2 separate regions of the Mus musculus genome follow, and region 2 is linked to region 1. The links are chromatin contacts, called in public promoter capture Hi-C maps. All regions are on one chromosome and are shown on one strand. Each heading gives the region's core, a stretch centred on a gene start, on an enhancer-like site or on the middle of the called end of the contact. The rest is flanking DNA. Distances are from core to core; before and after follow the strand shown.

Region 1 (3,613 bases), core at 702-3,201:
ATACTGCTGGAAATAATATACCTTAAAAGCAGTATTACTTGATTTGAAAAAAGAAAAAAGGTTCTTTTTTTTTTAAATGTATATATTGCACATTGATGTCTACAGATAGCCGAAGAGGCACAGAAGCAGCCACTGTACCCTGCACTGTGTGTAAGCAGACACTGTAAGATGGAGAATCAGGTAAACAGATGACTGAATCACTGAGGGGGGGAGGGGGACTCAGGCACAAAATAGAATGTGACGTTCTAAGCAGACCATTCATGTTAATAAGAGAAATTGTTCAAGAACGGATAGGAATTTACAATATAGCAATGTGGTAAGCATGCCTCACACCGCACAGGTGAACTTAATATGAAACTTGACATGGATTTCCAGTGACAGGAGCTGTTTCGCCACCATGTATTCTAGAATTTTTCTGCCAAGTGTACCATTTGTGAGCATGTTGACTGGATTCCCAGGAACTAGCCAGAAAAATATATACACCATCGGTGCCTATGTCAAAGCTTTGCCATCATTTTCAGACACACACCAGAAAAAAAAAAAAAAGGTAAAATGACCCGTGACCTGGTGTCTCTGCTTGTCAACCACAAGCGGCCTCTCTTGTCCATAGATGTAACCTAAGCTGGCCCAGATGGCCTGGCTCTGCTAATGCAGGGAAACTGGGTTTGTTTTCAGGGTGGGTGCTGCAAGCACCAGATGTATTTATAGAAGAGAACAAGTCTCCGATGGAATGAGATGACCGAAAGGAAGTTTCTTCCACGCAGGAGAGGCAGCTTGTGGAAAGGTCTAGATTCCACAGCTTGGTTCCAGTCCAGACTCTCCAACTACCAGTTATGAAAACTTAGTAAAGCCTTTTTTGGTCTTTACCGTTATAAAATTTAGACAACTGCGCTTGCCACAGATAGATAACAAATTGACAAATGAAAAGGCTGGGGTGGTGAAGGTTTTCAATAAACATCACCTCAACTTCCTGCTGTCCAGCCACAATTATGCCTCAAAAAAAAAAAAAATCAAACTGAGTTTTCCATGTTAAAGCTGGAAGGCATATGCTGATACGTAGGGAGGAAAAAATAAATAAAAAAATAAAAACGACTTGGGTGGAGGACTATATACTGAAGGACTTCGCCAAAAATGGAGCTAGAATATTGATAAAGGGGAAGGAAGATGGCATGGGAAAAGCATCAGGCGAATACCTCACGGGCAGAAACATCAACAAAGAGACTTTATGTAAGCACGAAACAAACTTCGGAAGCCACGGATATCCTGTGAACCTGCTCTATGGCCTCCATTCAAAAGGCAGCTTTTAGAGCTGTGCCAGAAGCGCGCCATCCACAGGCCGCCTGGTCCATCCCAGGCCCCACTATCCCGCAAACCTGTCCCCTAAGCCCGGGCTGCTCTCCAGCCTCCGAACCTCCAGATGGGATGGCCAGCCGAAAGCGTGCGGCTAGAGGGATTGAGATGGAAACCTGGGGATGGATGAAAGAATGGGGAGAGTGGGAAGGAACGCGAAAGTGAAGGGCTGCAGAGAGCAGGGCGAGGGGCGAGCGCCACAATGAAGGACGGGCGGAGACTGCGACAAGCAGGCTCGGGGTCCCGGGCGGGGGCTGCAGGCGAAACTGGGGCGTGGGAAGCCCGCAAGGGGCGCGGGATGGGGCGCAGGCGAATACTCAGGCGGGGAGGAGGCCGACGGCCCCCGCAGGTGCCACCGGGCGCGGGCTACTCACGGTATACAGCAGGTTGAGCGCGCACAGGCAGTTCTTGGAGCACGAGAAGCCCCCGCACACCATCGTGGCGCGTGGGCTAGCGGGTGCCTGCGGGTCGAGGCGTCTTCCGCCGGGCTGGGCGAGTAGCTTCTGGATCCTGGCCTCCTGAGCCTGTGGCCCGGGCTAGGCTCGGGGCTCGGGTTCGGGGTTCAGGATCAGGGCTGCAGTGCCGCGCCCGCAGCGGCTCCCACCCGCTCTGCAACCTGCGGCCGCAGCGGATCCGCCGATCGCGCGCCCCGCCCCGCCGCCTCGTCTCGCCCTGCACTCTGATTGGCCACTGCTAGGGAACAAAGGTAGAGATATGCAAATCAATGCGCTCTGGGGTCCGGGAGAGGCGGGGCAGCTCAGCGGAGGAGAAGGAGGAGGAGGAGGAGGGGGCCCCGAGACTGTCTGGAGGGAGCCGGCCTCTGGCTCACGAGACTGTGGCCTCTGTATAATTTCCCCCCTCCCAGGTGAACAGCAGAGGGCGGGGCTCCACGCTGGCAGGAGAAATGACAGCACCTCTCTCCATTCTTGCCCTGTGGGTGACGTGGCACCATTTTGAATGAGATGATAAAACAAATCGAAGCACCTGGCCTCGTTTGAATGAAAGAAAGACGACAAGAATGAAAGATTTACAGAGAACAGGGAAGGGGGCAATGAAAGGAAAAACATCAGTGAAAGACTAAAAAGAGCAAATAAAAACTAATTTCTCTCGACATAGGTAAGAAAGGTAACCTGTAATTGTGACAGATTTCAGATCAAGAGGACTTAATCTACAGGGATTTTTGAAATACTAATAAACCTTATGAATACATATGTGCAAAATAAATCAGGAGTCTTTATTCTTGTAGTGGGATCCTGGGTTTTAGGGGCCTATTTTTGCATAAATACAAGCTAGGAAGCCTTTCGATAACAGATTCAATTAATTTATCATCACTTTTGTTTGCTGCATCTTCATCCTGATTCCTAACCTCTAACTAGATTATTAGAAGTATATCATGCACTATTTGACAGACCCCCTTGCATAGAATAAAGTGTCCTATCAGATGCACCAGTGCGCCTGATGGTTTTAAGGCACTCACTACTGGGTTCCAACTGTTAAGCGGCAGTAAAGGCTTGGTATTTTCTATTTGGTATTTTCTATCAAAAGAAATTCTACCAATAGGTTTTATAAAGAGATTTTTAAGGGCCTTAAGAGTTGGCTCAGCTGTTATGGCACTTATTGCTTTTACAGAGGACCCCAACACCCAAATGGCACTCACAACACCTGTCTCTCCAGTCCTGGGGATCCAGTGCCCTCCTCTGACCTTAGTGGGCATCAAGCATGCACATGGTACACACATGCAGGCAAAACACTCGTAAAATAGTAAAATAGATCTTTTAAAAAGCGATTTTCAAATTTACTGTACATTTTGAGCCTAAAACTTCTCACGGTTAGGTGAATGTATGTCAAAAAACAAAAACAAAACAAAACAAAAAAAAAACCCAAAAAAAACAAACATAAAAATCATTGACTTAAACAAGTTAATTAAATACCTTCTCTTCAAATACTCCAGCCTATTTGTACTTCCTTTAGAACTCACCATGCAAATAAACACTCATGGATTTTACGTCTCTTGCAATCCTTATCAATCTTGTATGTATTCCCAGAAACATTTTTAAAAATTAGTATGGGAAATAACTCTGCACTCCAAACTATACTGCTCTACTTTTCTTTTTAAAATCCAGAATTTTAATACTTACATGGTGGTGCACGTCTTAAATTTCAGTACTCTGGAGGCAGAGGCAAGCAGATCTCTGTGAGTTTCAGGTCAGTCAACACTGCATAGGGAGACTCTGTTTTAAACTATATAAATAAAACTAAACTA
Region 2 (3,686 bases), core at 997-3,496, 8.2 Mb after region 1:
TTTATTTTGGTTGAAATTAAATGATAAAATATTTTTCTTCCCCTAAATTTTATAATATAGAATTGTAGTGTCAATGATTGGACAGGTAATATGTCAGATAAGAAAACAGAAACACAAATACAGCATTATACTTCTGGCCTGTAGGGAAAATGCCAGGATACAAATGAATAAATCACAACCCCGAGCAGTGAGGGCTAGAGGTGAAGCAAGTTTAAGTACAATAAATGGTTTGCTCTATGGGAGCAGGAAGAGTTTCTTGGTTTAAGTACAAATCTGAAGGCTAGGACAGGAGGAAATCTGAGCCAAGAGCATGTACAGAGGCACTAATTATGAAAAGGCTCAATGTTTATGGTAAAATAATGGTGTTTCTGGAAGGTAAAAAATACTGGGCAAGGGGTGAGAAGCCACACAGTTAAAGCTTGTCACATCCCTGTGGTTTACCGAAGAAGTGCTCCTGGCCCAATCTTTCTGCTCTGGGAAAACACATGATCATTTTGCAATTCTGAAAGATAACTTTCCCTGCAGAAGAGACTGGGTTAGAGGTTAGTTACAAACTGTAGAACCAGTTTATGTGAGACTGACATACAGCAAGCTCTACACTAAGGAAAAAGGAGGGCGAGAGCACAGAGCTGAAGAAATTGTAAGAGATGGTAAAGGAAGATCCATTAAGCTTTATTTCTGATTAGAGGTAAAATTACTGACAAGGGAAGGAGAGGAGGAATTGACAGTTGCATGGAAATTTCTAACATAGGAAGAAAATCTGGGTATATTATCTAACTTAAGGAATTACATTATTAAACATTAGAAACAAAGGGAGAAGGCATGGTGAGTTACTGACTGCTTGACCAAGATTTAGTTAGGTTCCTTTTATGACTTTTCACAGTACCTGTCATCTTTTGGCCTCTGCCTTGGACCTATCTAAGTCCAGTGTTAGGAGGAATCGTCTAAGTTGATATGAAATTAATCCCCACTCTTGGTATCTGGTCATTCTCATCTTCTCTCACCAAGAATCTGCTTCTTTTCAGCAAGAATGTCTGTTACCTTTGACGTGATGTCATTTCTTAGTAATCTTCCATCCAATGACCACCCCCTTTGCCTACTGTTCTAAACTCTACTCTTTGTTGTGTCAGAACCTGGAGCTGACAGCTCACTATGGTAATAGTTCTGACCTTCTACCATTTCAATAGTGTCAGGGTATTTTAATATTAGTAAATTAATAATAAAAAAATCAAGAGCTAAAGTTATTTCCAAGCCTTTCTTAATTTTTGGAGTACATATTTGAGCTGTTGTGAGGCTATTTAACAGCTAATACACTGCTAGGGTTTACCAGACAGTATGGTAGACACAACCCAATATCATGTGTTAACCAAATGCCTAGTATGCTCATTTACTCTTTTTTCTTTTTTTTCTTTAATTTTTAGGGGAAAGAAACGTCAAGGTCTCCTCATGTAGCCTGCTCTCGCCTCGAGTTTATAGGCCTACTACATTTTTTACCTTTGTAATGTTTAACCTCTGTAATCCAAAGCCCCTTAATTAAAAACTGTCAGTGAATCTGGCAGCACATGTAATGCCCTTCCTAAAGGGCTTTACAATCATTTTCATTTTAAGGGCTGGCCCTCTGCTACTCTTGAAGGTGAACACTGAGGTCCTAATCTGATGGTCTAGTTAACTAGATAGCACTAGACCTGTGGCGGGTTGTAGTTTGCCTCCCTGGTATACAAAAATTTCAACGTGTTGATTACAAGACCATCAAAGGGGTAGTACACGCTAACTCCCACAAGATGGTATATGACAAAGAGCTTTTAAGTTGACAGACCCCGTAGCTGTTCTAGAAACAAAGAGGAGGTATCACCACAGCAGGATCACAGGGTCCAGCCAGGCTGCTCACATCCAGGCTGCGGTTAAAGCGGTTCCCTGGAACCTAGGCAACACAGCGCGCGCAGAGTCTTCTGGCACGCTCAGCCCAGCTGAACTTATTTCTGAACTATTGGTAACCCGCAAGCAAGCAACCAGGCACTCTACTCTGAGACAGCGCTGAGATTAAAAGCCATTGATCTCCGCCTAACCGTCACAACAGATCATAAAAGTAGCACTTGCCCCTTCCGAAGCGGTGCCTCTCCCAAGCACTCAGCTCCAACAAACTCCCCGCCCCTCCCTCTCTCCACAGCCACGCCCTATTACGTAGGCTTAGGAGGGCAGAAGGCAGAAAAACAGGCCCTAGAGCTTGCGTCACTTCCGCTGGGGGCGGGGCGTAGCGGTGGGTGGTGCTGGTCACGCCAGTGTTTGGGGTCCGGGCGCCGCAGCTGCGAGCAGGCCGGGCGGGCCGATGCGGACCTCAGAGCTGGCGGGAGGCGAGTGGCGGCCGCGGCGCCCGTGACTACTGCCTGCGTCCCGGTGAGTGGCCGGAAGGCGGCGGGGTGGCAGGTGGCCTCCGTGGCGTGGGCGCTTCGCCGGGCTCTCCCGCGGGCGTTTCGGAGGCCCGATACGCAGGCCTCGGGGTCCTGGCGGGCGCTTGGCCCCGACGCCCCGATGCCGCGGGCGTGGCCGCCGGGTGTTTTGGTTGGTTGCGCCCCGCCCCCGCCGGTGGTCCCGCCCAGCCCCTCTCTGCAGTGGCACGCCGGGTCCTGAATGGGCTGTTCTCTGGCAGATCACTGGAGACGCGACGTTTTCTCTGATCTACCTCGACCTTGACTGGGCAGCGTGTGCTTTGTGTTTTGGTGGCTGGATATTTTTACTTCTCAGCGATTTGCTTTTTCTTCCCGTCCTATCCCAGTGCGCTGTTGCTTAAGCAGAACCAGATGCGCGTCCCTTTTAAAAGATGAAAAAAACTGTATGAGTCAGCAGGTTGCAGAGCCTCTTGTCACTGTCATTTCTGTCATGATGCTGGGGGCGGGGCGGGGGGTGGTACGACCAGTTTTCACGCCCATTACAGCAATAACTTTAAAGAAAAGTGACCTTCAAGGAATATCTTAGGAGATAGATGTGACATAAGCGGCTATCCTAGAATGCATTTAAAATTACCATTTTCATTTCCAAGTTGTATTATGGACCGAATTCCTGATTGTCAAAAATATATTTCAGGTTCTCAAGGCGGTTCATTACCACAAGGAAATGGGAAGAATGTTTTTAAAAAGTGAGGATTATTATAAAAGTACATAAGAGTGAATTGAAAAGCTTATGTTTTAGTGAAGCAGTCAGTTGTACCAAATTCCATATAGCTATTTTGTGAAATTCGGTATGCATATTAGATGAATCTCCAATATAAAGACCTCGCTTCATAGTTTTTGCTAATTGTTCTATTCTCTATCTTGTTTTGTATTTCTCCATCTAATTTTAAAATCTTGGTAACAGTGGCCCTCTTCATAATGATGTCAGATTAGTGAAAAGGTCAGCTGCACTAGTCTATATTAATACATCCATACTTTCCCATGCAGAATTGATACAAGAACAGTCTGTACTTGAAGTTGTTTTTTTCAGCCAGTAAAGATGGGATTTGTTACTTTATTTGGGGCACATAACGTTTGTGCAAAGGTCAGAGCTAGACTCTTGTTTCACCTCCAGTTCCAACTCACTCCCAATCGCTTGTATTTTATTCGGTTTACTATCCTTTGCTTTTAAGAGGATCCTTTCCTTCAGTGCTTCCTGGTTTGCTTGAGTGCTTTTCTTCCTGTTCCTAACTTTGGGTA

Evidence for each region. Promoter capture Hi-C pulls out the DNA fragments that hold promoters and counts their contacts.
Region 2: a contact with region 1 is called in a promoter capture Hi-C map of pre-B cells, with 4 times the contacts expected there. The contact joins the promoter of Pnpla8 here to the promoter of Tspan13 in region 1. A contact is called at or near these places in 2 of 39 promoter capture datasets (cranial neural crest and pre-B cells).

Annotation. Positions count from the first base shown.
Region 1 is chr12:36,040,527-36,044,139 of GRCm38.p6, forward strand. It overlaps Tspan13 (tetraspanin 13), which reads right to left and starts at 1,952. Exons shown (of 6, transcript NM_025359.3): 1 at 1,725-1,952. The coding sequence starts at 1,787.
Region 2 is chr12:44,266,908-44,270,593 of GRCm38.p6, forward strand. Pnpla8 (patatin-like phospholipase domain containing 8) reads left to right here and starts at 2,247. Exons shown (of 10, transcript NM_026164.2): 1 at 2,247-2,394.